Regions from separate parts of the Mus musculus genome. Here all the other regions are linked to region 3. A link is a contact called in public ChIA-PET, HiChIP or PLAC-seq and promoter capture Hi-C data. All regions are on one chromosome and are shown on one strand. Each heading gives the region's core, a stretch centred on a gene start, on an enhancer-like site or on the middle of the called end of the contact. The rest is flanking DNA. Distances are from core to core; before and after follow the strand shown. Region 1 holds the start of C5ar2 (complement component 5a receptor 2). Region 2 holds the start of Meis3 (Meis homeobox 3). Region 3 holds the start of Slc1a5 (solute carrier family 1 (neutral amino acid transporter), member 5). Region 4 holds the start of Selenow (selenoprotein W). Region 5 overlaps Dhx34 (DEAH (Asp-Glu-Ala-His) box polypeptide 34). Region 6 has its middle 6.9 kb from the start of Gm32059.

Region 1 (4,462 bases), core at 1,293-3,792, 540 kb after region 3:
ATATGTGACCACTGGTTGTCACATATCACAGACCCAGCCTACCTGTGTTCTGCTATTCACACTTTCTATATGATGACACTAACCTCACTGAATTTTTACAGGCTCCATGCCTTGGCATTTATTATTTATGTATTTATTTATTTTGAGACAGGATCTCTTTACATAGCCCTAGCTGTCCTGGAACTCACTATGTGAACCAGGCTGGCCTAGAACTCACAGAGATGGGCCTGCCTCCATCTCCTGAGTGCTAGGATTAAAGACATGAGCCACCACATCCAGCTTTATTCTATGTTTTGTATGGCCTCTATGAGTTTGAAACATTTAATCAATTAGTTAGTTAATTAATTAATATATGAGATGGGATCTCATGTAGCCCAGGCTAGCCTTAAGCTGGTTTTACAGCTGAGGTGGGATTATAGGTAGTCCTCCTGACTCCCAGTTGTCTCCCTCTTGTGGCTTTTCTCATTATCGGTCACATCTGTATTGCCACAGCTGAGCTTCTCACCCACTGACCCATGCCCCAGCTGTCCCAAGAACCTCTTCCTCCCCTTGCTTTTCCATTCCAGGAAAAACCACACTGGCAACCTGCTCACCCAGGCCCTTTCAGCTGCCCCATCACAGACCCAGCCCTCCCTTCTTACCACACACCCGGCTCTACATCCTGCCCCCCCCCCCCGCACCCCCCCCCGCCTCCTTCATGCCTCTCCCTTCCCTTGATCTCCTGGTTGCCCAGCACCTCTTCCAAGGACCATCCTGCTCCCATCCTGTCTTCTTGCCAGGTGTCCCCTCCTTAAGGGAGTCCCCTGTGACAGCCCTCAGTTTCCCATAAGCACCCTACCATCAATCTTTTTCTCTGGCTGCGATTGAGCTTCCTGGTTCAGGGAGTAAGTAGTAGGTAGGGATTCACCTCCTTCTGGCCTTGCTGTAATGAGATGCTGTTTTAAGGGTTGGGCTGAGGGCTGGGGCTAGGGGGTGGGGTGGGGTTAGAAAGACGGATCAGTGATTAAGAGCATTTGATGTTCTTTTAGAGCAGCGGTTCTCAACCTCTGGGTCTCAACCTCTTTGGCAAACTTCTGTTTCCAAATTATTTACATTCCGATTCATAACTAGCAAAATTACAGTTTTGAAGTAGAAATGAAAATAACTTTATGGTTTGGGGGGACACTGCAGAGTGAGGAACTGTATTTAAGGGTCATAGGTCGTAGCATCATGAAGGTTGAGAACTACTGTTTTAAAGGATTAGTTCAGTTCCCAGCATCCACATAGTGTCTCCTAATGATTTGTAATGGCTGCCTTGGACACCAAGCCCACACATGCTGGACATACATGCAAGCAAAACACCCATACATATAAAATTATATATAATATGTAAGCTGGGCCCAGGATACAGTGTTTCAGTTCAGTAGGTAGCATGCTGGCCTAACACGCACAAGCCTCTGGTTCAGTCCCCTGCACTGAATAAAATCTCCAATAGTGGTTGGGTGTGGTGGTACATGCATTTAATTCCAGCACTCCAGACACAGATGCAGGCAGACCTCTGGGAGTTTGAGGCCAGCTACTTAGTGAGCTCCAGGTCAGTCCAAGTGAGACTTGGTTTCAAAATAAAACAAATATATACACACAAAGAAACTAAATCTGCATGGTGGATTTAGGAGGTAGAGGCAGGAGGCTCATCTAGTCAAGGAGAGTTTGTGGCTAGCCTGGGCTACATGAGGCCATTCTGGGCTACATGAGCCTCTGTCTGAAAACACAAACAAAAACAAATGAACAAACAAACAAACAACAACAAAAATCCCAGCCAGGCTTGGTAACAAGCATTTGGGAGACGGCCATAGGTGGACCTCCGTGAGTTCAGGCTGCAGAGAGAGGCCAGTTTAAAACCAAAACGAGACAAAAAGGGATGCTCAGTGGTTTAAGAGCATTGGCTGCTGCTCCTCCAGGGGACTGAGGTTTCCTTCCCAGAACCCACAGGGCAGCTCACAACTGTCTGTAGCTCCAGTTCCAGGGGAGCTGATGCAGTTTCCTTGCCTCCACAGGCATGGTGTGTAGCACGCAGATATACAGACAAACCACTCATGCACCAAAGGCAAAAATAAATTAATCTAAAAGAAAGGAAGGAAGGAAGGAAGGAAGGAAGGAAGGAAGGAAGAAAGAAAGAAAGAAAGAAAGAAAGAAAGAAAGAAAGAAAGAAAGAGAAAGAAAGACAGGAAGGAAGGAAGGAAGGAAGGAAGGAAGGAAGGAAGGAAGGAAGGAAGGAAGGAATTGGACATACAGCAGGTGGTGGTCATGTTGAGAGACCCCCACCCCAGGTGACTCCCAGGCAGGTCAGGGTTAAGCAACGCAGCTCAAAACAGAAGTTTGCAGAGTCCAGGGGATTGCCAAATGTGTGGCCTGTGGAATCTGCTTATGTCAACAGGGTTGGAAGGGGAAGTGAGCAGGAAAGGAAGTGGGCTGAGAGCTTGGCGGACTCTAGTGTGTTCTTTCTCCTCCCCCAGCCCCAGCCTTCTGGACCCTTGGGTCTTACACACCTATCTGTTCTTCAGATGCAGGGCTCCAAGGCCTGGGGCCAGAGCCGCCTTCCCTTGTAACGGTGACCTCCGGGAGCTCACATCCAGGAAGCTGTTACATTGCAGTAGAGTCTTCTGGGATGAAATATGAGGGGCTGGGAGACGGGTCAGTGAGTAAAGTGTTTGCCATTTAAACATAAGGATATGCGTTCCAGCCCAGGCTATGGATTTGCCTGGTACAGAGGCACGGTGGGTTGTGTTTGTAACCTCAGCACGGGAGAGTGAGACAGATGGATCTCTAGGGCTTGCTGACCAGCAGGCCTGGGTTAATCAGTGAGCATCTAGAGCAAGTTGAGAGCCTTGGTCTCTAAACACAAGGTGGAAGGAAAGGGAGGGCCCTGGAGAGGTGGTTCATAGGTACCGCTCTCAGCAGCAAGCACTCTCACCTGAGGAGCCCTAGCCCTAGCTCTACTACTGAGCCACACTCCCAGCCCCTCATTGGTGAGTTCTTGGTTCTGTTGAGCCAGGCCCCCAATCCTTTGCTGGAGGATTCTAGGCAAATATCCTAACACTGAGCTGTGCACTGCTCCAGACCTTTTATCATCTTGGCACATCTGTTGACCAGGTAAGTCTCCCATGTTGAGGTGTGGAGAACACTGAGGCCTTTCAGGATGAGAGAGAGAGAGGAGAGGCCTGCATCACAGAATCTGTAGTGCCTTGACCCAGAAGCAATTTCCTCTAACAACATGACTTTATGCTCTAAATATCAACAGAAGAATTTGTGACCGCATCCTTCTCAGCCTTAAGCAAGGCTCAGAGAGAAAGACGACCATCAGGAACTGCTGAGTGACGAGAGTCCATGTCAGGGTTGAGGCCATGTCCTGCTCGGTGTCCTAAGCCTGCACCATGCTGTAGGTGTATAGTTTAAGACAGTGTACTCTAGGGCACACTTTAATTCCCACAATTGGGAAGCTGAGGAAAGCAAATCTGTGAGTTTGAAGTCACTCTGGCCTACGTGAGACCCTGTCTCAAACCCAACCCAACCCAAATCAAACCAAACCAAACCCAGCCACTATAGCCAACTTCTTTTTTGTTCTTGTCATTACTACTACTACTACAAATAATAATAATAAATATCTAATAATAATTTTCACTTTAAATATCTGTGCACATGGGCCTGTGAGAGTCACAGTTTGTATTTGAAGGTCAGAGGCTAGCCTTAATTCTAGAGCTTTCCTTTCTACTTTGAGACAGAGTCTCTTGTTGCTTGTAATGGCAAAGGCCAGCTGGCCCACGTTTCCAGGGATTTTGACTCCCTGGCTGTCTTCCTTTCTGAACGCTGGCATCACATACATATACTACTGAATGTGGCTATTATATGGGTTCCAGAACTTCAACCTCAGGTCCCCATGCTTGTGTGACGAGCACATTCCCCACCAATCCACCCATGGGGACCGGACAGATCTCTCCCGTGAGCTCCCCCTTGCCTCTGCCTCCGGAGTGCTGGAGTGACAAGCATGTTCTCCTATGCCTGCTGTCTTCCCATTTTACAGGTAAAAAAACCAGAGGCCCAGAAAGGGGACAGGATTTGCTTATTTTGGGGCATGTGGGGGTTTGAGACAGGGTTTCTCTATGTAGTCCTGGCTGTCTCTCTGTGACTCTTGGCTGGCCTCGAACTCAGAGACCTGTCTGAGTGCTGTGATCAAAGGTGTGCGCCACCACTGCATGACAGGACTTGCATTTTATGTTCCCCGGAAACCTCAGGCCCTGGGCTCAGCTTCTTGATCTTTCTGAGGAGGGTTCATTCTGGGCTATCATCCTCACAACATTTGAGGAAGGAAAGATCTTTAAGAGTCTGTGGCTGGCAGGAATGAGAGGCAGAGAACAGCGCAGCCGGTCAGTGGAGGGTTAGCAGGCCGCTGGTGATTACTGCAGAATCTTAGGGGTCCTTTAGT
Region 2 (4,460 bases), core at 645-3,144, 610 kb after region 3:
TCGCAGAATCACACAGAGCAGTCCAAGCAGGCATGAGAGTCCTGTTCAGGACCCCAAAGGGACATCTAGGAAGGAGTTGGATGGCTAGGAACTGAGGGAGAGATAATGGCAAAGAAGCATAGAGACAGAGATGTTGGGGGAACCAGCCAGGGAGGGAGAACAGCGAGGAAAGCACAGGGTCTGACAGGAGGTACAACCTGGAAAAATCCAAAAAATTCACCTGCATATGCACAGCTTCTTCCTATTTATTTTACAAGTGTATGTTTTATTTTTGTAGTATTGGGTTCCAGGGCCTGGTGCATCCTAGCCAGGGGCTCTACCACTGAGCCACGCCCCCAGCCCCTCACTGGGGGATTCAAGGCAGGGGCTCTACCACTGAGCCACGTCCCCAGCCCCTCACTGGGGGATTCTAGGCAGGGGCTCTACCCCCGAGCCACGCCCCCAGCCCCTCACTGGGGGATTCTAGGCAGGGGCTCTACCACTGAGCCACGCCCCCAGCCCCCTCACTGGGGGATTCTAGGCAGGGCTCTACCAGCTTTGTTTGGTTTTGAGATAGAATCTTACTTTGCAGCCCATGCTGGCCTGGAACTCAGAGCAATTCTCCTGCTTTGACCTCTGGAGTGCTATTACACTACACACCTCTGAATGTCTTAACAATTTATCACATCCAACATGTAAATTCACCATACCCATATCCACACAGAGTTGGGCACACAGCCGACATGCACATGCATGTGATACATATGCACATGTATGCTATAGGGTAGGTTCTCCAGAGCATGCAGGCTTAGAGCACTACACCCCGAATTGCAAGAGACAACTACACACACACACACGCACACACACACAGAGAGAGAGAGAGAGAGAGAGAGAGAGAGAGAGAGAGAGAGAGAGAGAGAGAGAAACATTCACATATACTTACACAGAGAGACAGAGACAGAGACAGACAGACAGTCAGTCAGTCAGTCAGAGCGCACCTAGCACCAAGTTGGAATTGAATGAATGAGGAAATGAAAGACATTTAGCACAATCAGACAACAGTCAATAAATACATTTGGGGGAGGGTAACCCTATTCTACCATGCAAACAGTCCCAACCAGAAACAAGAGTATAGGAGCCAGATTTCTGGGTCCTCCTGTTACGGAATCACAATGGGGCAGCAGGACCTTTGATCTCCAGGTAGAAGACGGTTCTTAGCAGTGGGGAGACTGGGGCGCCAAGAGGCAAAGGGCTCACTGGTATGAGGCAGAGGGTCCTGTGTTCTCCAGCCGACCTGGGCGCACTGGGCCATCTGGGTGGCTGTCACTCCTCTTTTGCTTCCGCAGGCTAACTTCTCTAAGCATCCTGAAGTGAATTCACCTGCTCCCAGCTGCCCACCGTGAACCCAGACGATGGGGTCTTTACCTCCTGCCAGGTTCGTCTCCAAACCTCCCTACACTCAGGGCTCGCATCTCTCCCCTGCTCTCCCTTGTCTGGCAGCTTGGTGAGATGTCCCACCCCTAACCCCAGGGTGGGTCTCAGACAACAGAAGCCTGGGGAAAAGCAGACAGGAAGAGGGTAGAGATGGGGAAGACCCAAGAGATAGAGGGAGTAGGGGAGGGGGGGTGAGGGGGAGAGAGTGACAGAGAGGAATAGAGGGAGGGGCAGAAGGAACTCTAAGGGGCAAAAAGGGACATTTAGAGGCAGAAAGAGGCTCAGGGCGGGACGGCACAGTCACCTACCCTCCGGGCCATGAGCCGGCGCCGCCTGTCCTGGGCTCGGGAGGTCACGGCCTGGAGCTCATCGCGGCAGGAGGTCCCCGAGGTCCCCGCCGGGTGCCAGGGTCTCCGAGTGGCCAAGACCCGCGGATCGCGGCCGAGGGTGGCGGCGGCTCCTCCGCTCACACGGGCCCGGCCTGTGTCACATCCGGAAGTTCACGCGGAGACGCTTAACCCGCTGTCTGCCGGAGCGGGGCCTCCTCCCGAGCGGCCCCTCTCCTGTCTTGTCCCTCCCCTCTCCTCTGAGTCCCCTCCTCCCTCTCCTTCTCTGCCTCCCCTTCTTCCCTCCGTGCTGTCCCCTCCCTCCTCCTCTCCTCTTCCTGGACTCCAGGTCTGCCTCCACCCACCTTGGCCTTTGTATGTCAGATTCGCGGGGTCTTGTGTCTGGAGCTTCCCGCGGTCCCCACCCTCCCTCTTGGTCCTCACTGCTTCTTGCTCTCTCCCTGCCTGGCCGCCAGGGGTCTGCAGTAGCTTTTTGCCCCTCCTCTCTGGTCACTCTTCTGTCTCTGTCTCTCCTGTCTAACCATGAGACGGGATTAAAGCAAACCAGGCACAGGAAAGAACCAAGCTTATATTTTCGTTTGTCTTCTTGCTCCGTTTCTGTCCCTTGTCTCCCCTGGGGGGACAAGGGGGCTGTCGGCCCGAGGCTCCAGTGTGTGTCTAGAAGTGGCAAAGTATTGAGCTGCTGTGCTTCCCTCAGGGATGTGTGTGCCTCTGTCCTTCTGAGCCCTGTGTTCAGGAAGGCCCTTAGCCTGGATGAAGCCCTCTCAGCTGCCCCTAGGGGAGCAGCCTGGGACCTCCGAGCCTTGCGGGGGTGGGAGGGTGGGGGTGGGGTGGGGTGTAAATCGTGGGTCTAGCCACTGAGGCGGTGCAGACAAAAGCTGTCAGTCAAACCCCAAGACAAGCTTTGGAGTGAAATTCCAGTGGCAAAAAGTAATTGTGCCGGGTGTGTGTGGTACTCAGGGAGACTGAGGCAGGAGGAGCATGAGTTGGATGCAAGCCTGCTTATACGGTAAGATTCTGTCTCCAAAAACCAGAGGAAAAGAGGAGGATGTGGGTTGGGGGAGGAAGAGGAAGGAAGGAAAGAAAGGGAACCTGAGAAAGGGACAGAGAAGGGAACAGAATCAGAGAGAGAGAGAGAGAGAGAGAGAGAGAGAGAGAGAGAGAGAGAGAGAGAGAGAGAGAGAGAGAGCGCAGAGAGTGGAGGCAGCTGAGAGCCTGCTCACTGACTCTCTCACTGTTGGTGGTGTGAGCCCCGCTGGGCTAGCTGGAGGTACATTTTATGACTCCCATAAACAGGCCTCGCACTCCTTCATCTTCTCTGCTGGAAATAAAACAAAAGCCAGGGCAGGGGTGACAGGTGGGGAGGGCCTGAGAGGCTATGGAGGAGGGAGGACCCTGCTTCTTCTCAGCTCCTCTTATTGTCCTGAGTGTGCCCCTCTTTCTCCTCACCCTGTTCTGTCACCTGGGACACCCACAGATCCTGATGGAGTCCAGACCTTTCTCTAACATGCCTTTCACTCTCTGCAACAAACCAGGGCTCTAGATTTCAGGGGGCCTTGCCTGACTGTGGGCTTATCACACTGAGTGGGGTCCCCCTTCAGGTTTCCCCACTTTGGCCCTTTGAGGCTGGCGGGGAGTGGGGTTAGCTACACACATGTACCCCAACATAGGTACTGTGAGGTAGAAGATTAATCGAAGTAACTTTCAATTAAATGTGTAAAGACCCTGCCAGCTCTTCCCTCCCTGACTACCCTCATTGGAGATTTGTGGAGGGGAACACAGCAGTCTAGGGTCACAGCATTGATTTGTGTCTTGGGGCAGTCACCTTTGTCCTCATGGGACTGGATTTTTGGGTAGGGGGATGGCAGGGTCTCATGTGACCCAGGGTAACAAACTCTCTATGCAGTAAAGGGTGACCTTGATGCATGATCTTCCTGCCTCCCGAGTGCTAGGATTCATTGCTGTGCCCGATTCAGAAGCTGAGCCTGAGCCAGGGAGCCACCTCACTCAGTCTAAGGTGGAAGGAGGGAAAGGGGTGGACAGAGAAGGGCATGAGGGCGTGGTGGTGACAGAAATAAGAGGATGTGTGTGCCCACAGAGAGCTGGCTGCTGTTACTCTGAACAAGAACAATCTAACAGTTCCCAGCAAGAAGCAGGGGCTAGGGCTCGTGGGCATAAATCTTTTTAATTAATGAAAGGGACTAGTGGGGGGAAGATGGAGAGTGTCTGGGTGAGAAATTGATAGGAGAGGCGGTGACTTCGGGAAGGAGGCTGGCAGAGCTCACACGCCCCAGTCTAACACATCTGCATATATTTGCACATGTGTGCCTGCACATGTACACACACACACACACACACACACACACACACACACACACACACACACACACACTCTGTGTATGTGCACAATCTCTGGCCTGTTCTCCCCTGAGCTCTAGCCAACTTGATATGGTTATTTCCCTAACATGATGCTGGGACCCTTTCTCTGGGACAGGAGGGGCTGTGGCAGCCAGAGGGGGCTTATTGACTAGTGTCCCCTCTGGGAGGGTGGTGTTTGGGCCACTCTACATGCATCTGGATGGAGCTGGGGAACTGTGCTGGGCTCTGCTTGTGTAGCTGCTTGGGACTGCTCCTGTGTGACCCCACTTAACCCAGGGAAGGGCCCCAGACTGCATCCAGCACCAGCCCTGGCTGAGAGCA
Region 3 (4,250 bases), core at 653-3,152:
GGTTAGAGGGAACAAGAAGCTGTGTTCCGGGGACATTCGAGCACACTCCTATCGCTGGGAATCAGGCAGCCTCTCACATCACCATTGGGCCTCCACCGGCTCATAGGAGTGAAAAGGTCACAGACCCTGGGTCCAAATCCTTATCCAGGAGCCTCATCTCTGCCCCTCTGCCACAAAAGAATCCCTCCAGAAGTTTGCACAACGTTCTTGTTTGTTTGTTTTTGTGGTTCTTCATAACTTTCATGGGGGGGGGGTGGCTCTTCTTAGGGCAGTCCTTGTATCTTTTATAACACTTCCCTTGCAAGCCAAGGAAGGAGGCCGAGGCAAGAGAGCAGCCTGAGATACTTGTAGCAGACTTGTTTTCAGTAAGCTAAATGATGCTCCTTCATCCCAGCCACTAGGGTGATGGAGGTAGGGCGCTAAGGAGAGTTCAAGGACAGGCTTGGCTGTACGAGACCCTGTACTGTCTCCAAAAAGCGTAACAAGACTAAGAAGGCTTATTATTTTTCCTTCCTCTAAAAGCCCTCCATGTTTAGGCCCGCCCCCAAATTTGGAGAACTTCCGTAAAAGTTCACCCTTCCAAGATGTTAGCGGTCCTGTCACCGTTACCTTATTTTCCTAGATTCTAGAAGGCATGACTCAATCTGGAGGACTCAACCTTGGTGACTAGTGGCGGCACACACGGGTAATCCCTGTACTCAGAGGGGGTAAAGCAGAAAGATTGCACGCTTGCACTGGCCCCTAACCACCCCACTGCCTGGCGGGAACGTACCTCACGAGATCTAGAAAGGAATCCAGCACCTCTTTGGTTGGTGCACTGCGGGCACAGGGGTCTACAACAGAGTCGTTGATGGAGGTGATGGCGGTAACGGCGGCGCCCGGCTTCAGCGCCAGGGCCAAACCCACGCCGAGCGCCGACGCGAGCAGTGTGGTGACCAGGAAAAAGAGCAGCGCCCAGGCGCCCACACGACCGAGCGCGCTAGGGTCCAAGCTGGCTGCACCTCCGATCAGGCTGCACACCACGAGCGGCAGGATGATCATCTTCAGCAGACGCAGCAGCAGCTCTCCCGGGAAGGCGAAAGCGGTCAAGCGCGCGGGACCCAGCGCGTCAGCACCGCCCGCCGCCGAGACCCCCAGCCCCAGCCCCACGCCAGCCACCACCGCAGCCACCGTGAGCAGCACCAGCAGGTTGGCGCGAATGCAGCGGCGCACCCGGTCACGGGAACCGCAGCAACCACCTGCTTTCGCACTCTGGTCCTCTCTGGATCCCAGCGCGGGGCCACCGTTCGCGGTGGAATCCACCGCTACTACCCCTTTGGGGTCAGCCTTAGGGGGATCCACTGCCATGCTGAGCCGTAACAGGGAGGTTCCTTGTGAGCCTGGAGACTAGGTGTGACGTCCTTAGGACCGAGAATGGAGGCTGAAACTTTGCAGCGGTCCTTGAAGTTATGCGTCCACCGGATCTCGGAAACTGGAGGGTCCTAGGCTCCCTGAGCTGTATGCGGAGATCCCTTTATTTTTCCTGGTGATGTCGAATCCCCGAAAACTGGGAGTTGAGAGCGCCTTGTTGGAGTAGGGAACAGCTCTTCAGAGGGTTCTTTGACTCCCTGAAGGAGTAAGGAAACTCAGGTAGCTGAGGTCTTCAGGAAGCTCAACCCAAGTGGCATAGATCCGGGATGCCTTGCTCCGGGAGACCGAGATCCCAGGATTAGGACGCCTGGCTCTCGGACTCTTGGGTACTGGAGCCCTAGAAGGAGTGGACCGAGCGTTTCGGGCTCTGGAGAGAAAAATCAAATTTCCAGATGCAAATAGGAAGCAGCCCGGGGGATATGGAAAGTGGCGCCAAGGAGAAACCTCCCAGGCCGCGCCGCGTGTCTCTGAGGCTGCTAGACGGAAGCGACCAGGATTAAAGGCGGAGGGGCGTGACTTGAAAAAGCGGAGGGCGGGACTTGAAAAGGCGGAGGCCGTCCCGCAAGCGCTGATTGGTTATGGAACATTCGGCGCCAGGTGGCGAGCGAGGGGCGGAGCCAAGATCACAGTGGGCAACCTAGGGTGAATAACAATGCATAGCCAGGGGCGGGGCCGGGGCAAGGGCATCGAGCCAGAAAGGGTGCAAAGCCTCCAAAAGGGGCGGGGCGTTGGGAAACTATCCAACCCACACCCACCCACACGCACCTCACCACTGGTCAAAAGAATCTAATTGTGGATCATATCTGATATTCCACAGAAGGACCCCTAGAAAGGGCAGACAGATGAGTGGCACACACCTTTAATCCCTGCTCTCAGGAGGCAGAGGCAGGCAGATAGATCTCTGTGAGTTCAAGATCAGCCTTGGTTGGTCTACAGAGCGAGTTCTAGGGCTGCCAGGGCTACATAAAGAAAAAGAAACCCAGTCTGTAGAAACAAATTGGGGAAAGGGAGGGAGGAGGGGCCAGTAGGCCCCAACATTGAATGTGGGGGATTTGAACTCAGGCCCTCATGCTTGAGCTGCAACCCAGTCTCTTTCCTCAGATAGTCACAGATTGGGTCCTCCCCACAGGAGCATGGCACATGCAACACACACAAATAAACAAATATATAAATAAATGTAGCAAAAAATATTTAAATGGCCAGTTCACCACAAACATTCTTAGTTTAGACACTGTTACCCATCAACTGTAAGAATAACAGACTTAGAGAGGAGGAGGAGGAGGAGGAGGAAGAGGAGGAGGAAAGAGGTCTGCTGAATCCAGAATCTTTGGGACATGTAGGGTGGGGAAAATGAGGCTGAAGTTTGTGGATCAGGATTGGCTAGGAGCGTTCTGCCCCACTGCCTGCCCCTAGTAAGAGAAATACTCAAACTGGTTCCAGCCAGCTCTTTGGCCCAACCTCCTACCCGGATTCCTTGTGATTTCATCAGTGGGAGAAAGGTCTGGGGCTTCCCAAAGGGTGAAGCAGGGTAGTGAGAGGCTGGGCTGAAGGAGGAGGACAGCCAAGAGTCCCTTCCTGAACTCTGTTGACCACTTGAGAAACGCCCTGAAGAATGGCTCTTTTGGAAAGTCTGGAGCTTGCCTGGAGGTGGAGCAAAGGAGGCTACAGGGCTCAGTCTGTTCTACCAGGCGCTCACCCGCAGCTCTCAGGACTGCAATCCCAACTATGGAAGGATTCCAAGGTCATGACCAGCCTGGGCCACAGACATCAGAGTAAAGATGGGAATGAGGGGCTGCTGGGAAAGGCTAGCCTGAGAGAGGGCAGGGAGGGCTTGTTGGAGAAGGAAGCAGGGTTTCTTCGTGTGACTCTGACTATCCTAGAACTTGCTCTGTAGACCAGACTGGCCTTGAACTCCAAAATCCACCTGCCTCTGCCTCCCTGCTGGTATTAAAGGCATGTGCCGCCACCACCACCACCACCACCACCACCACCCGGCTCCATCATAGCTTTTGAAGGATAGTGTTGTTAATTTTTGAATTTACTGGAAAAGAATGTATTATTATCTTTTCTCAAAGAAGGGAGAGAGTGGGGAGAAGGAAGGAAGGGAAGGAAGAAGCAAGGGAGGAGAGAGGCAGGGCAGATCTATTAGAATCCGACATAACACGAATGGCTGAGCAATAAACCTTTGCTTCTGTGTTTTATTTCATTTTATTTTATTTTCATCTTATTATTTTACATGTATGGGTGTTTCACAGGCATCTGTGTCTGTGTGCCATATGTGTCTGATATCCCTAGAGGCTGAAAGAGGGCATTGAATTGGTTAGATCTGTAGTCACAGATGGTTGTGAGCCGCCATGTGGGTGCTGTGAAGTGAAACAGGGTCCTTTGGAAGAGCAGCCAGCTCTCCAGCATCTAAACCCTCCTCTTTGTAACCCAGCAGGCAGTGGGGACCCTTTGTGATTGCTGTGGAACCTAGTCCATACCCACTGAAGCAGCCTGGCTAGCGCGTGGAGGGATGTGACTGCAGGCTCCCCCCACCCCCAGATCACAAACGACGACTCTGAAACTGAATTCTTATGAATAGTTGCCCGGGCCAGAGGCTTTGGCTTATTTGTTCCCACTAGCCCCTAACTCAATTATACTGTTTATCTTCTTCTAAGTGCTACCATGTGGCTACTTTTCTCTCCTCAGGTTCATGTGACCATCTTCCTCAGAGTTTAGGGTGATCTCCAGTGTCTGACTCTATCCCAGAAATCCTCTCTATACAGAACTTCCACCTCCCCATTTCCTGCCTAGGCATTTTGTTGTTGTTGTTTTTTGTTTTGTTTTTGTTTTTGTTT
Region 4 (4,466 bases), core at 1,075-3,574, 860 kb after region 3:
TTGGGAGTTCATGTGCACAAAGTGTGTGCAGTGAGTACTCTCAGAGGTCAGACAAGTGCATCAAAGTCCTTGGAACTAGAGTTGCAGAGGCTTGTGAGCTGTAACGTGGGGGCTGCAAACTGAACCTAGATTCTCTACAAAAGTAGCCAGTACTCTTCACCACTGCGCCATCTGTTTAGCCTGTGCGTAATTCACCTACAAGCCGAGTAGCTCCAGCCGTGGCCAGTGACCACCAGAAGTGACCCCAGAGCTGTGGGGTCAGTTTTCTTTTCAATCCTCAATGTAAGCCAGCTCTGCAGCTACCTGATCTCAGATTTCTGCCCACCAGGAGCACGAGATGAGGTGTGTCTGCAGTGTAAGCCACTGGGGTTAGGGCACTTTGTAAGGGCAAATAAACTGGTACAACTTGTGTCGAACACAAAGCAGACTTTTTCCAGAAAGAATTGTTTTTCCTCCATGGTTGCAGCTGATTCTTGGAGGAAAAGCAGGACTCGGGGTGAGAGGGCTAAATCAGCATGTGTGAAGGCCCTGAGACAAGAATGTGGCTAAGGTCCCAGTGGTCCCTGTCACTGGGGTGTTGGGAGAAAGGGTCAGAGGGGCCATCCATGCTAAGGTTTGGGATTTTGTTCCAAGGGTGTTGGGAACCACAGGAAAACTCGGGACTGTGGAACATTTATTCTTGACCCTTGACTCAGTCTCTGTTCCTGGTTCTTCCAGACTGACTCTTTATTCCTTTTCAGACTGTGGTCACAGGTCCTCCGTCTCGAGACAGAGAGGCTGCGACACTGAATTTAGCCTGTTGGAGATGCCCAACGAGGACACAGAAGGTTCCTGGTTATCTTCACTGAGTTCTCCCCACCACACACAGCAGATTCTGGCTCTCATTCTTTCCAGGAGTCCAAGTGCATGAACAAGCATCCTTTTAGGGAAATACAGTTTTCTTACTGCTTTTAGGCCTCTGAATCCTCAGTTGCCAACGCACTCCTATGAAGTCAAATGGGGAGTGAATGATTCAAATTTCATTTTTCTGTGGGTAGAATCACAGCCCATCATCTGTGTGCAGGGTAGGGTACTGATGGGGAACCAGAGGGCTAGGTGGGAAAATTTCCTTATTTGGTCCCTAGTTAACCATTGGCGGGGATAGCCGGTTGAAGTCAATTAAAGAAGTCAGGTGACAGATAAACATCTCTGCTGGTGAGCCATCCTTGGTGGTGGTGGTGGTGGTGGTGGGAAAGTAGAGAGAGGGGAGGGAGGGGGTGGGCATGCCATTGCCGTTTGTTCATAGGGTGTGGAGGATAAGAAACTAGAGAGCAAAAAAATTCTGTGGGAATGACTATCTCCTGTTATCTGTCCAGCTTTCAAGGAGGAGAAAGTGAGGCTCAGGAATCCTAAACTCAAATATTTTGTCCACTTTTACCTTTTTCTCCCCCTTGAGACGGTCTCTCATGTCTGTCCTGGAACGCTCTACGTAGGCTAGACTGGCTTCGAACCCACAGAGATTTCTTGACTGCTGGCATTAAAGGCAACGCCTGGATTTTTTGTTTCGAGACAACTGCTCATGTAGCCCAGACTAGCGTCAAACTCCCTGTGTAGCAAGGATAACCTTGAACTCAGTCCTTCAGTTTCTTCTTCCCAAATGCTGGGATTACAGGCTTGTACCACAGCCCCCAGATAACAGTGTGCTAGGGACCCAAACTAGGGCTTTATACATGGTAGGCAAGTTCTCTACCAACTGCGCTACAGTCCAAGCCCCATTCCAGGACTTTCTATATATCCTTCTGCTGGAAGGCAGCTGGAAGGGAGCGGGAAGGCGCAAAAAGAGGGGTTGCATGGTTTTGGGGGTGCGCAGGGGGTCTGTCGGTGGTGAGACAGCTGGACCTAAAGCGCACACTGGGACTCCTAGTTTCAGTTTTCCAGACCTAAGGTTCATTTAGTCTGGTCCAGTTAGCGCTGGGGAGGAGGGATCCATCCCAATTGCCTGTCTCCCAATGCGTCGATTTCCCTGCCCTGCCCCTCTCAGCCACTCTGTAACTGAACTTCAGTCTCAACCAATTCTCTGCCTCGAGCCACCGCCCTGAGGACTGAACCATTATGGCATAGAGAAGGGACGGCGAGGGGCTCTCAGGTTACTGGTCCCAGAGACGCTGTCTATGGAGACAACCCCAGATATCAAGAGAACCCCAGATATCAAGATATCATGGAGTCTTGCGTTGAGGTTCGCGCCCCTGGCCACAGACCCCGCCGTGCTCCGGAACCTCGGTCCTCCCGTAGCTCTGCCCACTCTCCACCCCCGCACTTGGTTTGCTCTGACTCGTGAGGCAGTCGGCTGTGCGCACGGCCCCACGCTCAGAGCTTGAGGTCCTTGTTGCTTGTGGGTCGGGTCCTCGTGTTGTGCGGGGATGCGACGTGCAGCTATGGCGCTCGCCGTTCGAGTCGTGTATTGGTAAGTCCGGGTGACTGCAGTTCCCCCTTTTCCTGCTCCCGGCTCGTTGTGCCCTTTCTCTGCTCCCCAACCTTTGTGCCAGGAGACCCTCTCCCACCCTTTTCTTTGCCCCTCCCCCTATCTACCAGGGTCTGGTAACCGAGTACGATGACTGTATTTCAGACCCAAAGGGAGGGATTTCCAAGCGGGTGGGATGGAGGTAACAGAGACTTGAGCCCGATCCCTGGCATCTGACATCTGAGTGACATCTCACCAGTGAAAATGGAAACTGATACTTGGGGCCACTTTGAACACGTGACTCAGCGCTGAGGGGAGGGGAAGGGTAGCATCGGGTTTCTCTGGGGACCTTTCCTTCCCGACAGGCTGTTTCCCTTCCCCCTCACTGAGCGGCATGAGTTAGAGAATACAAGGTGTGGTGTAGTTGGGGGTTTACTCATAAGCGCTGTTGGGAGGTCTGGGGATGTCCCGTACCTGGATTGTAGTGTGAGTTAACAGTGGTCGCACCTCCCAGTGTGTACATGAAAAGGGCGAACTGAGTCACGGAGTGGTGGTGTTGATGCACACTTTTAATCCCAGCATTCGGAAGTAGAGGCAGGTAGATAGTTCCAGGCCAGCTAAGCTGCTTGTTAGAGGCAACCGGGGTGATGTAGTAAGACCCTGTGCCCCGAAAAGAAAAAGTAATATAGGATAGATTGTAGGGTGAGGGTGTAGCTCAGTGGTAGAGTGTTTGCATGAGATGCACCAGATCCTGGGTTCGGTTCCCAGCAATACAAATAACAAAACAAAAAACTCTTACTGGTTTCTGATCAGTGAGTGCCGGTGCTGTTAACCCCAGTTCTTTTCTGGCCTCAGTTTCCCCTTCTGTAGTGTGAAGGAGGTGATGATGTTGGTTAGTTACCTGCCAGCGCTATTAATTGTGCCCCTGCTAGAGGCAGGCGTAGAAAGACCAGCCATTTTCTCTTGATGACTTTTTCCTCCATCTGCATCTGATAATCAGCTGGCTTGCAGTAAGTGATTGAAAAGTGCTTGCTGAATGGATTCTGCACCCCTGAAGTCCATTGAGGGGCTCTCCAGCCATTCTGTCTCCATCTTACAGGGGAGGAAACTGAGGCTGGAAATGAGGCAGGGCCAGCCTGAGGTCCTACTACCGATAACCCTGTAACTTGAATCTGGGGTCCGTGGTCCACCTAGCTGGGTGTGGCCTCCTCCCTCCCAACCCCCTTGAGGGGTCTGATCAGGCCCTAGTTATCAGGATGTCTTTCAACAGCCTGCTTTGATAAATTGAGGCTCCCATGAGGCCACTGCACCAGATTCCAGGCCCAAAATGGCCTGAGGTAGGGGACATGGGGTTGGGGAGCTTATGTTTTGTACTGGGTGCTGGAGAGAGCTTGGATTCCTGAGTGACAGCCAGGCGGGGGAGGGAGTGGGTGGGTGAGATTCTACTGAGGCAGCATTTGTCCTAATTTACTTCCCTGCTTCCCTCCCCATTGGCATCTCTATGTGGAACCTGTGATCTCTTTGCCATCCCGCCTCTCCATCTTGGCTCTTTTGTTTGGGGTGGGCTTTCTATGTATCTTCGCACTGTCGCACACATCTCTCTGTGTGATGAGCACATCTTCCCCTCTTTTGAGGGTCTTTGTTACCTCTGCGTTCTCATCTGGATCTCTGTCTCTCTTTACCTTCATCGCACTGCTATTGCCTGCCTCCCTTGGGTACCTGTCCTGCCTTGGATCCATGCTGTCTTGGTGGGCTGCGACAACCCTGGATTCACCTGACAGTGGAGCTTGAGGCTATAAGCCCAAGGTGAGTGAAGTAGGTCAGGGTGGGTAGGGTAGGGGGGTTTGCTGGGCCTGGCTGTGATAACCCCACCCCCACCCTGTACCCTGTCTCCAGTACCTCCAGCTCAAGGAGAAGCTAGAACATGAGTTCCCCGGATGCCTGGACATTGTGAGTCTTAGAATGGGCATAGGATCATGACGTGCCTTGTTTGTCCCTTGGGACTGGGAGGCAGTGGGAATGGGTT
Region 5 (4,976 bases), core at 1,306-3,805, 580 kb after region 3:
TTGTCTGTTTAGAAGGAGTTCAGGCTAAAGTAAAGGAACCAGAGCTGAGGGATGGAGTGTGCTTGAGGGCTCTTACTGTGCTGTGCCAGGGGAGCTTCGGGCTCTCACCCCATTTCCTCTGCTCCCTGTGAGGACTTGGCCTCTGATCCTCGTCAGGAGAGGTGAGGAAGCAGGCTCAGCCAGGGAACTGGCACGTGCTCCAGGGTGTGTGTGAAGCAGGCCCCATCAGGGAAGGCATAGAGCTTGTGGTTCCATGTTCCACATCCTCTCCTGTGGTGGGTGTGAGTCTGTGACCCACTTGTCACCTGGGGGGAAGCGAGCATGTGCAGTGGCAGAGCAGAGGGCATGTGGCACAGATGGCCCCCGATGGGCTGGCTCTGAGTGGCTCACAGTGAGACACAAATGGTCTTGGGACGGTCCCGGGAAGCCCATTGCTGGGTCTCATGGACACAAAACAGGTGAATGATAGGGACCGAGGGGGATCTCGGCGTGCTGGGGCCTCATGCAGCCCTGGGTCTGACTATTCAGTGCCTCTCGCTCCAGGGAGCAGTAAGGAGAGCAGTGTGGATGTGTAGGCATGTGACAGGGGCAGGCAGACAGGGTCTGAGCTCCCAGAAAGTCCACACAGGTCTCCAGAGCCCGGGGATTCCCAGCTCCTCACTGATGGGCACAGGTATATGGACACGTGTTTCCAGTGTGCCTACCCATAACCTTCCCTGTCCCACATCACCTTTCAGCCATCCATTTCCCCCTTTTTTCCTACTCTTGCCTCCCTCCTCCCCCCCTCCTCCTCTTCCTCTTCCTCCTCCTCCTCTTCCTCTCCCTCCTCCTCTTCCTCTTCCTCCTCCTCTTCTTCCTCCTCTTCCTCCTCTTCCTCCCCACCCTCCTCCTCCTCCTCCTCGTCAAACTAAATGAAGGCTGTGGCCAGTTTTATTCTGCTATAAGCACAGTCAGCACCAAGACAAACCAGGGCAGGCTGTGTGCAAGTCTTACTAGGGGAGGAGAGCTGTGGCCACTGGGAGCCAAGGAAATCAAGCCAAGGGAGGCTGGTGGAGGTCAGGGGTAGCTCAAATTTTTGGCCAGCATTAAAATGGGCCCTATGAGCTGAAGGAAGGAACTCCGGTCATGATCTCTAGTGGAGAGATGGGGAAACAGAGGCTCTTCCTTAAGGTTCTGGGACCACAAATCTCAGCTTGTAGGTTTGCATCGGCCTGTTTGGTTCCTAAGGCTCTTTGTGAGCAGTGGAGAAGGAGGTGAGAGCAGGGCCCTTGAGTGCCCCAGAGCAGAGAGCTGACTTTCCCGAGGCTTAGCTGCCCCTGCTGTCCACAGGGAAGATGCTGATCCTCGGCTCCATGTTCAGCCTGGCAGAGCCTGTGCTCACCATTGCTGCTGCCCTCAGCGTCCAGTCACCATTCACCCGCAGTGCCCAGAGCAACCTGGACTGTGCCACTGCCCGGAGACCGCTGGAAAGTGACCAGGGTGACCCCTTCACACTCTTCAATGTCTTCAATGCCTGGGTGCAGGTGAGGCTGGGCTGGGTGCCTTTGTCATTCAACCCCACTGGAGGACCCTCCAGCTGTGCTGCTTCATGTTTCTGAGCCCTGAGTCTACCCAAGGAATCTCTGTCCCTGCCATTCATGCTCTGGTGCCCAGGGTGGGGGTGGGGGTGGGGGTGTGGCAGCCAGTGCCCAGCCCAGGATCCACAGGGTATCCGACAGAACCCAGTGCTATCTAGAGAAAGGCCAACCTTCCTGGGGGACATTATATACCCAGTCTACCATTCCTGAGCCCTCATCAGTGGCAGTTCAGGGGGAGGACCCAGGACACCTAACCCAGCATGCTGTCTGGGTGCTCCTGTCGGGGTGCATGAGCTCTGGGGCTGAGTCCTGGAAAAAGGATAGGAGGGTCCCTTAGAGCGGCCCCCAGCCCGCCCTGCTTCAGAGGCTCCCGTGCTGGGGCTTGCTCCCACAGCTGGCCAGGTCCTCACTCTGAGGTGTCTGCCCCTCAACCAGGTGAAGTCTGAGCGGAGCGGAAACTCTCGAAAGTGGTGCCGCCGCCGGGGTGTGGAGGAGCACCGGCTGTATGAGATGGCCAACCTGCGGCGCCAGTTCAAGGTGAGGACCAGACCCTTCTGGGTGACTGGGTCCCCACCACATCACCGTCCCACAAGGGGAGCAGGACTGGGGCAGCCTTGGCAAGGTGGCAAAAGCGTGGACCTTGGAGAGTGTTCTTGGGGAAGGCACACGGGTCACTGGCTGTATGGCATCCTAGGGGAGAGGCTCACCTTGGCCCCAGGCTGCTGACCTGCAGCTCAGGGTGAGTGTTGGGGGCGGGGGGGGGGGGCATTCAAGGTGACAGGACAGCCAATGTGTCTGCAGCCCAACGTGGCTCGGCTCGTTCTCACAGTGTGGTTTCCCCTGAGGCCCCGCCCTCCACCACAACCCTTGGGCCTTAGCTTCCCCTGGAAATTTCCCCTGGAAGATGAAAGTAATGACACTCTTCAGTCCCAATGGGCAGATACAATAGCTCTCCAGCTGCCGCCTATGTTCACGTGGCAGGCTGTGTGGGCAGCGTGTCACTGTGGTCACTGGAGGTGAGTGAGGACAGAGCTGTGCGCTCCACTGTTGTGTGGCTTCAGTTCTGTGTGCCTCTCTCTGTCACTTACAGGAAGCTCAGATACACTGAGCTTTGTGGTGGTCTGTAGCATGGAGGCAATAGGAGTTCCTGGGGTAGCCCATGGCCTCGAGGGCAGGTGGGCCAGTTAGGACTCAGAAACCTTGCTAGGCTCTCAGTGTTGGGCTCAGTCATTCCTTGCCCACTTCTGCAGCTTCCAGAGCTTTGGTTCTACTCTTGTTGACCTTGAACCCAGGGCCTTGTTCATGCTAGGTAAGTGCTTTATCACTGAGTAGAAACGTCCAGTCCCTCTTCTCTTCACAGGGCCTTATTAAGTAGCCCAGGCTAGCCCCAAACCCATGATTTCCCTGCCTCAGCCTCTTGAGTGCCGGGATGACAGGTATGCATGGCCAGGTCTGGCTTGAGATTAGGTGTTCCTGACAGGTTCCCAGGCATAACCCAGCTTTGAGAAGAATCTTGTGGGACCTTGAGGGCCCCATGCTAGCCCTCAAGTGAGCCTGCAGGCAGCTCTGGGAATAGCTGCTATTGACTCTCCTGTGAACCATCTGTGCCTGACCAGATGTTCATGAGTAAGAGCTGTTCCCAGGGCACAGAACTCAAGTCTGGGGCCAAGGACTGACCTCCCCGCCCCCCGCCTCCACAGCCTTGGGAGGTATGGGGTGACCCTCACTCTGCACTGAGGAGAATATACCAGGAAGTTATCACATACCAGCCTGTGGGCCTGAGGCTGTGTCAGCCCAGAGCCCACTCACCTGAGCCCTTCTTGTTCATAGGAGCTGTTGGAGGATCATGGATTGCTGAGTGGGGCCCAGGTAGTGGCCCCAGGGGACAGCTACAGTCGGCTGCAGCAGCGCCGAGAGCGCAGGGCCCTGCACCAGCTGAAGCGACAGCATGAGGAGGGTGGGGGACGCAGGCGCAAGGTGCTGAGGCTGCAGGAGGATGGCTGCTCCAGCGATGAAGAGGACCGAGAGGGCTCTACCTCCCAGAGGGCTGACAGCGTTGACATCCAGGTGGGACGGCCATGTACGGGGCCAGGGGCATGAAGGGGCATGGGACACAGGAGACACAAACACCTTCTAGAGCAGGGGTCGGGATCCCTCAGAGCCACCACGCATTCTTGCCTTTGCAGGATGTGAAATTCAAGCTTCGGCACAACCTGGAGCAGCTGCAGGCAGCTGCCAGCTCAGCCCAGGACCTGACCCGAGACCAACTGGCCCTGCTCAAGCTGGTGCTCGGGCGGGGGCTGTACCCACAGCTGGCTGTGCCCGATGCGTTCAACAGTGGCCGCAAGGACTCAGACCAGGTAGACTTCTCTTTTAACGTGTTTCCTCAGCACCCCCTGGGTTCCAGGGAACTTAGTGTGACAGAAAGACCCTTGGCTTTGTCCTTGGGTTGCTCTGCACACTAGCCAGAGGGGACAGGGCTGGAGGAGGGCAAGGCAGAGGGTCACACCCAGCTTGGGCAGGAATCTGGAGGACTTGGTGAATAAGGAGAAGGACTTTGTCCCAGGGGAGGAGAAAGGGCACTGGGTATTCCGCGGGACAGGTCGGGGCCTCCTGTTCCAGTGCTTGCCTTTGGCCTCTGCAGATTTTCCACACGCAGGCCAAGCAGGGCACCGTGCTGCACCCCACCTGTGTCTTTGCCAACAGCCCTGAGGTATTACACACACAGGGGCAGGAGGCCTCAGGCCAAGAAGGGAGCCAAGGTACAGTGACCCTGGTGGCACGTGACAGATGGTGGCACCTCCAACTCAGGTCCCTCACTCGGGCATTCCCAGGGTTCCTTCCCATCCCCTATTTGTGCTGTGCTGTGGGAGGGAAACTCCAGGGAAGGCTCACCAGCCCAGCGGGCTGCAGACAGCACACTGTGCTGAACTTCCAGGCCGCTTCCTGAATCCAGCCAGTGAGACACTGCCGTTAGCACTGTGCTGGTTGGGAAGCGGGAAGCGAGAGCCTCAGCTTGGCCCTGAGGAGGGAGGTCCCCCCAGCTCTCATGCAGACAGGCAGCAACAGGCAGAGCCACAGGGGCCCCTACAGGCCAACTTCGAGAGCCAGCTCAACGCACCTTGGTGTGGAGAATGGGAGATGGTCACAGAAAAAGACAACAAGGCTTCGGACTGGCAGAGTGGAGGGCAGAATGAACGCTGTTAACCATCGTGACCAGGCTGTGGCCCTCGCTGCTAGCATTTCCTTCCACCCTACCTCCCTTTTCGTCCTCAGCTTCTCTTTTTCTCCACTTTGAAAATTTCCAACCGTATGAGGCAGTGATGAGCTGTGGATGCCCTCGAGAACCCTCAGCAGTGGTCCCAGTCCCCAGCCTTGTTTGTCCCCTCACTAGCTACC
Region 6 (4,700 bases), core at 2,152-4,651, 730 kb after region 3:
TCACACTCCTATAATCCCGTCACCGGAGAGGTAGATGCAGGTGGATCACCATGAGATACTTGTGACCCACTGGGAACTGAACCTGGGTTGTCTGGAATTTCAGCCAGTGTTCTTAACAGCTGACTCATCTCTCCAGCCCCATGGTGAGATTTAGCCCAAAATCTTGTCTCAAAAAGCCAAACCTGGAGCTGGGTGGTGGTGGCCCACGCCTTTAACCATACCACTTGTGAGGCAGAGGCAGGCAGAACTCTGAGTCTGAAGCCAGTCTGGTCTACCGAGTGAGTTCCAGGACATCCAGGGCTACGTGGAGAAACCCTGTCTTGGGGACTGGTGGGGGAGGGGAACTTGGGGAGAAAACTAGAAGAGTGGCTTGGTGACTAAGCCTTCTAGAGGACTTAGACTTTGGCTTCCAGCAACTCACAACTGTCTGTAACTCCAGCTCCAAGAGATCCAGTGACCTCTTCTGGTCTCCAAGGGCGTCTGCACTCTTCAAGCATTTATTTGCACAGACATAGGACATACACATAAATAACAATAAAAAAATCTTAAAAATCAAAAATAAAATCCCAAGGCTGGCAAGATGGCTCATCAGGTACAAGGCTTCTGCTACCAGGGTTGACGACTGGAGTTCAATCTGCACACCAACATAAAGGAAAGAGGCATGCCCACCACACACACAGACACACACACAGACACAGACACAGACACACACACACACACACACACACACACACACACACACAATGTCATTTAAAAATGAAAATAAAGTATAAAAATTAGTGAAGCTGGATGTGGTTGTGCATGCAGTTGGGAGGCAGATGGAGGCGGATCTTGGTAAATTTGAGGCCAGCCTGGTCTACATGGTGAGGTTCAAGCCAAGTGACATAGTGAGAAAATGTCTCAAAAGCACACACACACACACACACACACACATTGGTTAAGTTCTAAGTAGCTTTTATTAAGTATATTGTTATAATGGGTCTATTTTGCTATTATGTTTATATACGTATATATTTATTTATTTATGTTTTTGGAGACAGGGTTTCTCTGTGTAGCCCTGGCTGTCCTGGAAGTCACCATCTAGACCAGCTTGTCCTCCAACTCACAGAAACCCACCTGCCTCTATTTCTCAGGTTCTGGGATTAAAGGCGTGTTGATTGAAGCCTAGCATGGGCTACAGAAAAAGAACCTGTGGTAGAGCTCTTGATTAGAAGACACAAAATCCTGGGTTCAATCTGGTGCATACCTAAGGTTTTAGTGCTCGGGAGGTGGAGGCAGGAGAATCAGGAGGTCAAGGCCAACCTTGACCCTATCTCAAAAGAATTGAAAAAAAGTAGTATTCAATGTTTAGTATTATCTGTTTTCAGGCATCCACGGGAGGCTTGGAACGTGTCCTTTGAAGATGAAGGGTCTGACTCCTCCTGTTATTATAAAGCCACTCTCTTCTGCCCCAGCTGTGATGGCCCATGATGAATAAATACATCCCCTGTGTAGTTTTCTCACTCAGGAACTAAGACCTGGTCTTCAGAAGTTAATTTATAATAAAAGTAACAATAATTTTTATGTTCTTAAGACAGGCTTTCTCTACTTAGTCCTTAGTGTCTTGGAACTCATTAGGTAGACCAGGCTAGCCTTGAACTCACAGAAATCTACTTGCCTCTGCTTCCAGATTGTTGGGATTAGAGGTGTGTGCTACCTTTATATGTAAGGTGTGGCTTAAATTTGTATTTTGTTTATTTTAATTTACAGCATATTTATTTGAGTAGATGCTACAAATTTCTAACTTTACAAAGTTACAGAACGAAGTGGGCAGTGGCGACCCAGACTTTTGATTCCAGCACTGGGGAAGACTACAGAATAAGTTCCAGGATAGCCAAGGCCACACAGAGAAACCCTGCCTCTAAAAACCAAACCAAGCTAAAACAAACAAAAACAGTTACAAAATGAGCTAGGATCCACCCAACTCCTGTCCATTCATTTCCATTTTGTAAGTTATTCTGTGCAATTCATCAGCAAATGATTCGTGTCCATTTTCATCCATACTTTTGGCATTTACAGAACTCCCCTTCTCCCTGAGTGGTTGCAAAAGCTGTTGTGTCACTTTGCGGTTTCCTTGTTTATTGCAGTGACTTCCTGTCCCACTGTGGGCCAGGATCATAGCTGATTTCAGAGTTTTTCATTGTTGGCCAGCTAGGTTGCATCTGCTTTTTAAAACATAGTCATGGTTTTTGTTTTATTTTGTTTTAGGAATGTTTACAAAAACGTGCGCCTCAGTTTCTTGACTGGCCTTTATTAAGGAAGCTGACAGAAACCCCAAAAGGATTCTTCAGATCCAAAATCCCCTCATTAGCGTTTCGGTACTCTAAGAGCTGTCAGCCGCCGGCCCCGCCCTCCGAGGCCACGCCTCCGAAGCCCACCCGCTCGGGCCGATTCAAATGCAGCCAATAGAAGCGTGTAAACAAACATAAGCCACACCCACTACACGAATAATTTCGAGCACCAGGGCGCGAAGCCTATTTTATCTTGTGTGTGGGGGGTAGAGGTGGGGCGGAGCTGTGGCCACGCCCCCACATGCGGCCAATCAAAGGCCAGACTCCGCCCCTCGCACTTGCGGTGCTGAGGACCCCAGGCCGGGCTGGGCTAATCGCTGCCTGATTTTGCTGCCGGATTACAGCGCTCCGGTCTTGGCTGTCCTCAGAAGGGGTACCTTATGGCCACAGTGGAAGGGTATAGCTAGAGGACAGAGACTACGAAGGAATCCCCTTCTCTTCCTCCTCCTGGCCACCAAGACCCGGGCCCTTGGAAGTCTCGTAAAAACTTTCTCTTCTCACCCTTATTTAAAGCAACCTGGAAAGGCAGGAGTGTTTCAGGACGGGAGTCAGGCTTTGGTTGTTGAAGTGTTATATGCAAAAGAAAAAATGCACCAATCGTGTGCCATCAGTTTCTCGGATAATGAAACAATTGGGGCGCAAAGTTTGAAGCTTCCATTGCCTGACAGGAGCCGCGGGGAAGTGTTTCTACTTTCAGTGGAGGAAGCCATTTATTTAAAATCCGGAGGTGGGGAGGTGGAAGAGGGGCTGACGAGGTGGCTCAGTGAATAATGGCGCTTGCCACCAAAACTTGATCTGAAATTTATCTCCAGAAACCACGTGTTGGAAGGAGAGAAACATACACACACTGAAAAATAGAACTGGAGATGTGGTGCAGTTGGTACTTAATCTACTATCTAAGAAGCCCTGGTTTTCACAGCACCATCCAGGCGTGGTGGTTAAAGCTGTAATCCCGGAAGGTGGAGGCTGGGGGGTCAGGAGAGTTCCAGGTCCGCCCTAGGCTACAGAGCAAGACTGAAGCCCACCTAGGCTATTAAGCGGATGCTATTGACACCGTCTGTAGACAGATGGCGCTGACGAGGTTCTCCAGGGTAGGAGCTGGGCTGTAGTGAGCTGAGTTTCTGAAAGGCTCAGGGCTCTGATAAGAGCTAAGGCATATGCAGAAATGTGCGGAAAAAGGCTGGAGGAGGGTTCAGAGGACAAGATGATGTCAGGCCCTTCGGGCAAGGCAGTTCTCCAATATCTGGCCTTGTCCACAGCAAGAACACGGGGCTTCTACCTTTTCTTTTCCACTATACTATCATAATTAAAACTGTCAGCCTAGCCTGGTGGTGCAGGTCTGTCATCACTGCAGCTAAGGAAGCTGAGGCAGGAGGATAGCAAGTTCAAGCCCTGAACTTTAGCAACTTAGACCCTGTCAATATAAGAAGTGAAAAAGAAGGCTAGGGATGGTGACTTGCTGTGTGAGACCCTGGGTTTAACCTGCAAAAGAGGTTTGAAAGAAAGAAAGAAAGAAAGAAAGAAAGAAAGAAAGAAAGAAGCAGCAGCCATCTGAGCTCTTTTTTTATTTTTTATTTTTTGGTTTTTCGAGACAGGGTTTCTCTGTGTGGCCCTGGCTGTCCTGGAACTCACTTTGTAGACCAGGCTGGCCTCAAACTCACAAATCCGCCTGCCTCTGCCTACCGAGTGCTGGGATTAAAGGCGTGCGCCACCACTGCCCGGCACCATCTGAGCTCTTTAAAAAATATTATTTCTTCATCAAGTAAGGGTCTCATTATGCAGGCAGGCCTTGAACTCAAAAAGACCCACCTTCATCTGCCTCCCAAGTGCTAGAACTAAAGATGTGCTGGGTCATGTGTAGCCCAAGTGAGCCTTAGATTTGATATGTGATTGACTATTGTTGTTTTTGGAAATTGATTTTTATTTCGAACTATGGTATTCTTGTTTGAATATATACACGTTGAATTCCAGTGCCTAAGGAGGCTAAAAGAGGGTATCCATGCACTCTTCTGGGATTGGAATTAAAGGCTGTTGTAAGCTGACATGGATGCCGGGAACAGTCCCTGGGTCTTCTTGTAAGAGTAATTCAAAGTCTTAACCGCAGAGCTATGTCTCCAAGCGCTGATCCTAAACTTTTGATGCTCCTGAATACATTCAGAGTGTTGGGGTATAGGTGTGCAGCCCACTATGCCTAGTGTATGTGGACCTAGGATAAACTCTAGCAACTGAACTGTGTCACCAGCCCCACAGTGCTTTTTGAATACCTTGGGCTCTTGTCACTAGCTTGGAAGCCTGGATGGGCTTTCAGGGATGCTCAGGGAAAATAGCCATTTGATCTCCCAGGTCTGTGCCAGCTCTTGCTCAGCTTGG

Evidence for each region. Promoter capture Hi-C pulls out the DNA fragments that hold promoters and counts their contacts. ChIA-PET counts read pairs in DNA pulled down with a chosen protein or histone mark. HiChIP or PLAC-seq counts read pairs in DNA pulled down with a chosen protein or histone mark.
Region 1: a promoter capture Hi-C map of liver shows a contact between it and region 3, with 7 times the contacts expected there. The contact joins the promoter of C5ar2 here to the promoter of Slc1a5 in region 3. A contact is called at or near these places in 3 of 39 promoter capture datasets (hippocampal neurons, liver and pre-B cells) and 1 of 9 other capture datasets (liver).
Region 2: an H3K27ac HiChIP or PLAC-seq map of microglia shows a contact between it and region 3, with 6 times the contacts expected there. The contact joins the promoter of Meis3 here to the promoter of Slc1a5 in region 3. A contact is called at or near these places in 2 of 39 promoter capture datasets (both in liver), 1 of 115 datasets of contacts at active chromatin or transcription factors (microglia) and 1 of 9 other capture datasets (adipose tissue).
Region 4: a promoter capture Hi-C map of erythroid cells shows a contact between it and region 3, with 4 times the contacts expected there. The contact joins the promoter of Selenow here to the promoter of Slc1a5 in region 3. A contact is called at or near these places in 3 of 39 promoter capture datasets (erythroid cells, liver and pre-B cells), 1 of 115 datasets of contacts at active chromatin or transcription factors (pancreatic cancer cells) and 1 of 9 other capture datasets (adipose tissue).
Region 5: a contact with region 3 is called in an RNA polymerase II ChIA-PET map of memory CD8 T cells, with 8 read pairs. The contact joins the enhancer-like site here to the promoter of Slc1a5 in region 3. A contact is called at or near these places in 3 of 39 promoter capture datasets (hippocampal neurons, liver and pre-B cells), 2 of 115 datasets of contacts at active chromatin or transcription factors (memory CD8 T cells and pancreatic cancer cells) and 1 of 9 other capture datasets (liver).
Region 6: a contact with region 3 is called in an H3K4me3 HiChIP or PLAC-seq map of embryonic stem cells, with 8 read pairs. The contact joins the enhancer-like site here to the promoter of Slc1a5 in region 3. A contact is called at or near these places in 2 of 484 Hi-C or Micro-C datasets (CD4 T cells and natural killer cells), 5 of 115 datasets of contacts at active chromatin or transcription factors (bone marrow-derived dendritic cells, embryonic stem cells, memory CD8 T cells and 1 more) and 2 of 9 other capture datasets (liver and pancreatic islet).

The regions. Positions count from the first base shown.
Region 1 is chr7:16,242,234-16,246,695 of GRCm38.p6, reverse strand. It overlaps C5ar2 (complement component 5a receptor 2), which reads left to right and starts at 2,542. Exons shown (of 2, transcript NM_176912.5): 1 at 2,542-2,673.
Region 2 is chr7:16,172,829-16,177,288 of GRCm38.p6, reverse strand. It overlaps Meis3 (Meis homeobox 3), which reads right to left and starts at 1,894. Exons shown (of 13, transcript NM_008627.4): 1 at 1,722-1,894. The coding sequence starts at 1,733.
Region 3 is chr7:16,778,998-16,783,247 of GRCm38.p6, reverse strand. It overlaps Slc1a5 (solute carrier family 1 (neutral amino acid transporter), member 5), which reads right to left and starts at 1,902. Exons shown (of 9, transcript NM_009201.2): 1 at 773-1,902. The coding sequence starts at 1,347.
Region 4 is chr7:15,920,229-15,924,694 of GRCm38.p6, reverse strand. It overlaps Selenow (selenoprotein W), which reads left to right and starts at 2,324. Exons shown (of 6, transcript NM_009156.2): 1 at 2,324-2,443; 2 at 4,222-4,246; 3 at 4,337-4,390. The coding sequence starts at 2,415.
Region 5 is chr7:16,202,535-16,207,510 of GRCm38.p6, reverse strand. Dhx34 (DEAH (Asp-Glu-Ala-His) box polypeptide 34) reads left to right here. Exons shown (of 17, transcript NM_027883.3): 8 at 1,330-1,523; 9 at 2,013-2,114; 10 at 3,408-3,644; 11 at 3,764-3,937; 12 at 4,222-4,339. Among named protein-coding and RNA genes, the nearest start is that of Dhx34, 17 kb to the left of the region's middle. Within about 2 kb of position 2,555, at least 25 of the 459 cell types and tissues checked have an H3K27ac peak or open chromatin away from gene starts, as enhancers often do. A contact at or near this core is called in memory CD8 T cells, where this site is marked.
Region 6 is chr7:16,050,767-16,055,466 of GRCm38.p6, reverse strand. No RefSeq gene overlaps it. Among named protein-coding and RNA genes, the nearest start is that of Gm32059, 6.9 kb to the right of the region's middle. Within about 2 kb of position 3,401, at least 341 of the 459 cell types and tissues checked have an H3K27ac peak or open chromatin away from gene starts, as enhancers often do. A contact at or near this core is called in bone marrow-derived dendritic cells, embryonic stem cells, liver and 4 more, where this site is marked.